2 separate regions of the Ovis aries genome follow, and region 1 is linked to region 2. The links are chromatin contacts, called in public Hi-C maps. All regions are on one chromosome and are shown on one strand. Each heading gives the region's core, a stretch centred on a gene start, on an enhancer-like site or on the middle of the called end of the contact. The rest is flanking DNA. Distances are from core to core; before and after follow the strand shown.

The links. Hi-C and Micro-C count contacts between places; a contact is called where the count stands out from the background.
Region 1: a Hi-C map of liver shows a contact between it and region 2, with 5 times the contacts expected there. The contact joins the enhancer-like site here to the promoter of GASK1B in region 2. A contact is called at or near these places in 10 of 16 Hi-C or Micro-C datasets (hypothalamus, liver, mesenteric adipose tissue and 6 more).

Annotation. Positions count from the first base shown.
Region 1 is chr17:41,200,950-41,204,362 of ARS-UI_Ramb_v3.0, forward strand. No RefSeq gene overlaps it. Among named protein-coding and RNA genes, the nearest start is that of GASK1B, 210 kb to the left of the region's middle. Within about 2 kb of position 1,287, at least 7 of the 54 cell types and tissues checked have an H3K27ac peak or open chromatin away from gene starts, as enhancers often do.
Region 2 is chr17:40,989,746-40,993,017 of ARS-UI_Ramb_v3.0, forward strand. GASK1B (golgi associated kinase 1B) reads left to right here and starts at 1,731. Exons shown (of 5, transcript XM_042234411.2): 1 at 1,731-1,889; 2 at 3,067-3,272. It overlaps LOC121816928 (a long non-coding RNA gene), which reads right to left and starts at 1,969. Exons shown (of 4, transcript XR_006056644.2): 1 at 1,813-1,969; 2 at 1,203-1,294.

The sequences.
Region 1 (3,413 bases), core at 37-2,536, 210 kb after region 2:
GTAGTAGTTGTTAAAAAAAATCATCAGGTTGTTGAATACGTTTTTAAAAGATAGTCCTGATCTCAGAGGGAGAGCAGTGAGTGGTTCTAGAGAGAGATCTTAGTTTCCTGCTCAGGAATTAAGCCTGGGTAGCCTGGATGAAAAGGAATACGTCAAGGCTGTATATTGTCACCCTGCTTATTTAGCTTATATCCAGAGTACATCATGAGAAACACTGGGCTGGAAGAAGCACAAGCTGGAATCAAGATTGCTGGGAGAAATATCAATCACCTCAGATATGCAGATGACACCACCCTTATGGCAGAAAGTGAAGAGGAACTAAAGAGCCTCTTGATGAAAGTGAAAGAGGAGAGTGAAAAAGTTGGCTTAAAGCTCAACATTCAGAAAACGAAGATCATGGCATCTGGTCCCATCACTCCATGGGAAATAGATGGGGAATCAGTGGAAACAGTGTCAGACTTTACTTTTTTGGGCTCCAGAATCACTGCAGATGGTGATTGCAGCCATGAAATTAAAAGATGCTTACTCCTTGGAAGGAAAGTTATGACCAACCTAGATAGCATATTCAAAAGCAGAGACATCACTTTGCCAACAAAGGCCTGTCTAGTCAAGGCTATGGTTTTTCCAGTAGTCATGTATGGATGTGAGAGTTAGACTGTGAAGAAAGCTGAGTGCTGAAGAAATGATGCTTTTGAACTGTGGTGTTGGAGAAGACTCTTGAGAGTCCCTTGGACCACAAGGAGATCCAACCAGTCCATTCTAAAGGAGATCAGCCCTTGGTGTTCTTTGGAAGGAATGATGCTGAAGCTGAAACTCCAGTACTTTGGCCACCTCATGCGAAGAGTTGACTCATTGGAAAAGACTCTGATGCTGGGAGGGATTGGAGGCAGGAGGAGAAGGAGACGACAGAGGATGAGATGGCTGGATGGCATCACTGACTTGATGGATGTGAGTTTGAGTGAACTCTGGGAGTTGGTGATGGACAGGGAGGCCTGGCATGCTGCAATTAATGGGGTCGCAAAGAGTCAGACATGACTGAGCGACTGAACTGAACTGAACCTGGATGAAAACCAAGAGTCTTAGCCCCCAGACCACCTGGGCCTAGAGGCTAGAAGCAAAATGGCCCTGTCTCTTGCCCCTATTTGGAAGCAAGAATGTTTCAAGGAGTCAAAAACTGTAAAAACAGGCACAAAGCTTATTATTAGAGACATAGCACAGTGTATGGGAGAGCACATAGTAAAACTGGTTATGCAACTCAGAAGCAGGGTAGAGATAACACACACAGAGAAATGCGGGTGTCCTGAGTGAGGAGGAGTGCAGTAAAGGGGCGATGTAAATCACTTGTATTGAACAGTCCTTCCAGGTCTTTGTTTACTTTTGGCTAATTATTTTATTACTTTCTTCACTCCTGACTTGTCCATGAATCCTCCCCAAGATGCACATGCAGATTTTTTCTAAGATGGATCCCTCTGCAGAGGCCTTATGGGTGCATGCTCACACTTATTATGGGGTGGGGTCCCCTCACTTTTCAACCCCCAAGAAACCTTCCTGAGCAAGTGCAGACAGGGAAGTCTTCCTCGATCTCAGTAGTAGGCACTTTATCTCTTTGTTTCAGCAGAACTCAGCTCTTATCACTAGCTTTGCCCTTGGAGTCTGGGCGAAAACAAAGTTTGAATTTTACTCAACTTGACAAATGTCCAGCCCAGAGGCCCACTGTCTCCTACCTCAGTCAGATTTTGTGTAGGTATAGAGAAGTGGGGAGGGGCGGCGGGTAACTGAGCCAGAATGATGGACTTGTTTGGACAGAAAATAGTGATGGAAAGAGGACAGAATGTTTAAGGGCAAAGGAAGAAGTTTTGATAAAGGAGACTGACAAACAGCAGTAAAAGTGGATAAGGAGACTGGAGTAAATGTTTGTCTTGTGACTTCATTAGACCAGGACATGGACTGGTACTCTCAGGAAAATTGAATGCTTATATGATGAAGTAATTTTTAAATGCATTCATGGTTGTGCATGACTCTGAACAAATAAATGAGAGATGGAATTTTTTATAGGAAGGAAATAGTTTTGGATTAACAATAAAACACAAGACCACAATATTTCATTTGAAAATAAAAACAGCTTTAAAGACAGGAACTGAGTAAAAGCAATCTGTTCTTAGTAGGGGGAAAGTTCTATGAAGATTAAACAATTTGTCATCACAGGATGCTCATATGAGTCTTATGTTCAGAACATACTGTAACATGAACATTTAACATTACGAGTAACATTTGGGAACACTCTGATGTTATCATTTACTTTTGTTTCCTAACAAGAGACACATGTATCGTGAAGAAATTTGCTATTCTTCTGTTATTTCTGATTTTAGAATTCATCTCTTTGAATTAGATCCTGCATATTGCTGTAACCAGGGCCACCACCTAAACAGAGAACCTCAGTGAAATTCAAGTTTTGTGGTCTGTCCTGCAGCTTGTCAGGAAGATGGTATGAAGTCATGTCATATGTTTTATGGCCTAATTCTTAGGCATATAGTGAGCTACGTTCTCATGGTTTGACTGTAATTACAGACATGCAAGAGCAAATCATGTCATTGTTGGTTCATGAATTTCAGCCATAAAATTGGCACTTGTTAAGTATCAATTATAAAATTCAAAGCATTATACAGATATTAGCAGTATTCTTCTCAGAGCATCAGCACATATACATAACAATTACTACTATATTTTAAATCTTGTTACTAAGATAATGTCTGCCTGGGTGATAATATTTTTTCTACCCTTTGTTCTTTTTGCCAAAGTATTATAAGTCATCATCTCACAGAATTTTTATTTTTGAGTAAATTTAAAAAAAAGCCAACAGCATATTAAAAAAGTATACCATGATAAAAGCACAATTCAAAGAAAAGGAAAACTACTAGAGACGATCCATGAGCTGGGATAATGTTAGCAAGACATTTCAGTGCCAACACATCAGAATAACTATGATGATCCTCAGGTTTTTCTTCATATAAGATTTCGAAGTCATTCTTTTAACACACACATAAAACTAAAACTCCAATGCAACAAGGACAAAATTCAAAAAGCAAACAGTTTGTAAAGCAAAAGAAATCAACAAAATTTGAACTCTCATCAACTTGACTGTTGAGATTAAAAGAGTCATTAACATTTAAAAACTTTTATAAATCTTTGGAAAAATAATACAAATGGGAACCCTACATTAACATAAGTGATATAAATGACTCAAAGCCAAACTCAGATGGGATTCTATGATTAAGCAGCAACACTAAAATAAACTAAGCATAGAATATTACAGAAAAAACTCATAAAGCCACATCCTTTTGGCCTCTTTCTCCAAAATTGAAGAAAGGAAAAAAAGGGAACTGAGTAAGAAGGGAGGATCTATTATATGTAAA
Region 2 (3,272 bases), core at 481-2,980:
TCAGGAGGCCAAGGCTGGGAAGGGCCTCTGAGACGATCAGTGAGGTGTCAGGGACAAAAATGTGGGGAGAGGAGGGACAGTCAACCAAGTTCACTAACTCAGACAATTCATATCTACTTTCTATACATTTATCCACTAAAAAAAAAACAAGTTTTGGAAACAGTGGAGCTTTCCCCTTAGTATAACCTGGCCTCTGCCGAACACTCACTTTTACTTTTTAAAGAGCTCAGGTCAGTTAGTCTTCTAAATACAAGAAAATAACAAGATAGTTTTACGAACCAGCTTTGTTATAGCTTTCTTTCGAGAAGTTAATATTTATTATCTAGAAAGTAATTCTGTGCTCATGGAGGTGTGCTTTAAAGAGTATTGCTCCCATATAATCCGGCAATCTTACTCCTGGGCACATATCTGGAGAAAAACATGGTTTGAAAGACTACGTGCACCCTGGTGTTCACTGTATGGCTGTTTACAATATCCAGGACATGGAAGCAATCTAAATGTCCATCAGCAGAGGAGCAGATAAAGATGATGTGGTACATATATGTGGTGGACTATTAACAGCTATTAAAAAGGATGAGATAATGCCATTTGCAGGAATATAAATGGACCTAGAGATTATCATACTGAGTGAAGTAAATCAGAGAAAGATAGGTATCACATGATAGTGCTTATATGCAGAATCCAAAAATGATACAAATGAACTTATTTATGAAACAGAAACAGACTCGCTGATTTAGAGAATAAATTTATGATAACCAGTAGGGGACGGGTAGGGAGGAGGGCTAGAATGGGAGATTGGGATTGGCATGCACACACTGCTAAATATAAAGTAGATAACCAACAGGGACCTACTGTATAGTACAGGGAACTCTACTCAATACTCTGTAATACCCTAAATGGGAAAAGAATCTGAAAAAGAATAGATGCATGTATATGTATAACTAAATCACTGTGTTGTACACCTGAAACTAAACACTGTCAATCAACTATACCCCAATAAAAATTTTATTTACTTTTTTTTTAATTTTTAAATTTTTTTATTTTTTTGGTTTACAATACTGTATTGGTTTTGCCATATATTGACATGAATCCACCACAGGTGTACATGAGTTCCCAACACTGAACCCCCCTCCCACCTCCCTCCGCATATAAAAATTTTAAAAAGAGTACTGAAGTACAATGGAAATCAATTTGCTGCTTACATTCTCATGAAGTTTAGACAGAATCTACAGGTATATCTAGGCCACTGTCAGTACTGGAATTGTCCTGTCCCGTTCCTCCACATGGCAAACTTCTAAAGAGGAAGAAAGATCTGAGTTTGAGTGCTAAAGGAACAGTTCTATTCCAATTTTTGGTATTTCATCACTTGGAAGTTAATCCTTTCCTTCTATATATATTCTAATTCCTTGATCTTTTTTGCATTGTCAATTGTAGTCTTTTTAGGATTACAGAAAATACTCCAATTTCTCCCACCCCCATATCACAACCTTCTTTTCCGGGGGGAGGGGAGTCATTCTCTGTCTGCTTCCAGTGTGCCTGTTTGCCTTCTAGATCCTATTTGCTGTAGAAGCAAAAACGGTAAGTCTAAGTGAGACCCAGAGGTCATCAACCCTTGCCTCTGCGCCAGGACACACAGATCACCTAAACCAATCACTAACCTGTTTTTTAAATACCTCCAATCAGAGAGAATCCACAACTTTCTTTTTGTGACTGTTGAACTGTGGAACGGCACACTGTAAATGTCTTCCTACCCATGTGTACTCCTATTTGCCTGTTCTATTTTAACCCTCATTTGCATTAACCCTTTCTTACCTTTTTATGAATTTCTAGGCCACTTCTCAGAAGAGGTGGGAGATCAGTGTGACTCTGGACACAGCCAGGATGAAAAGGTGAGTCCCTGGGAACTCTGATGCTCTAATCCCAGGCCTCTGGGGTGATGGCATTCATTTCAGGAGGCCTTTATTCTACTGCTGCTAAGCAAATCCTGCCTTTGAATTCCAGGAGTCTGTTTCTAAACAGGACACTAGAGGGCTCCCGGGGGTTAAAAATAAGTGGAGAAATATTTGAATGAAAACTGCTTCTGGACGGCATTTGCTTTTTTCAGAATTTAAAATTAAAATTCATTTTTTTTAATATTAAAAAAACCCTCACATGTCTTAAAAGTGGGTTGTCAGCAGCCAGTTAACAAGTATCCGTTTTGCTTTGCGATCAGTAGTTTTCAAGGGAACTTTTAAAGCTGAGCTGAAATATTTGAAATGTGGAACACTCTTGACCATGAAATATGTTCTACTTACATGCCTCAGCCTTTAAAAGTTCTTTGCATTAGAGTCAGAGATTACATTCTTCCTGGAGCCAAGCACGGGGCCAGCTGTGTAAGTAACGTTGCTTACCAGTTCTTCTTCTTTTTAATAACGTGAAAAAAGACAGCTAGAAAGCTTTGGGTTTTCTTTCAGCTGAATTTGGTGGAAAGGAAAGGAATAAAAAGCAGTTAGATGCGTGTTTTGTGTTTATGTTTGTGTGTGTATGACCGAATAAATGTAATTACTTCCAAGATATGTGAACATGTATGGCTTTACAGTATAATGACCCTTAATGTAAGATAATGAAATGTATTATGAAGAAGAGATTGTACTATAAGATCAAGAGAATATATTTCTGAATTTGAATGTTAATACTTGGTGCTTCTGCCCAGTTAATTAATGCAAGACTTCTAAAAATAAATAGAAGATAGCTATAGATTTTTAAAACCCTTTGTTGCTTTGCTTAAATCACTTTTTAATTTCAAAGAGAAAAGCCTGGATTTGTCCAATTTTAATGCTTTTCCTTCAGGATCAAATTAAAAGACTCTAGCTACAAGTTATAAAACAGTCTTGGATTTTGGTAGTTTGTTTTTACTAATTGCAACTGAATATCAAATGTATAGATCTATCTTGTTTGTTTTTTAACTCCATTTAAAAAATCATTTACTGGTGACAGTAATGAAAGGAAAGGGTCCCGTTTTTTAAAATTTCCTCTTGTGGAGGAACTGAGACTGTGACTCAGTGCACTCTTTCCATCCATTCCCAGGAACTAGTCAGACTCCTCCTTGGGGAGACTGATGGCGGTGTAAAAGGTTTGTTGTGGCCAGTGTCAGAAGCCTTCCCGGCTCCATCACCAACGCCTACCTTCCACCTCGACCCACTGGAGACCACTTAAACACCCGAGCGGAGGCGAGAGCTGCATTCAGAAAACCATGCTTCATGTCAGCAGGCACCAACGGCTGAGTTTAAACT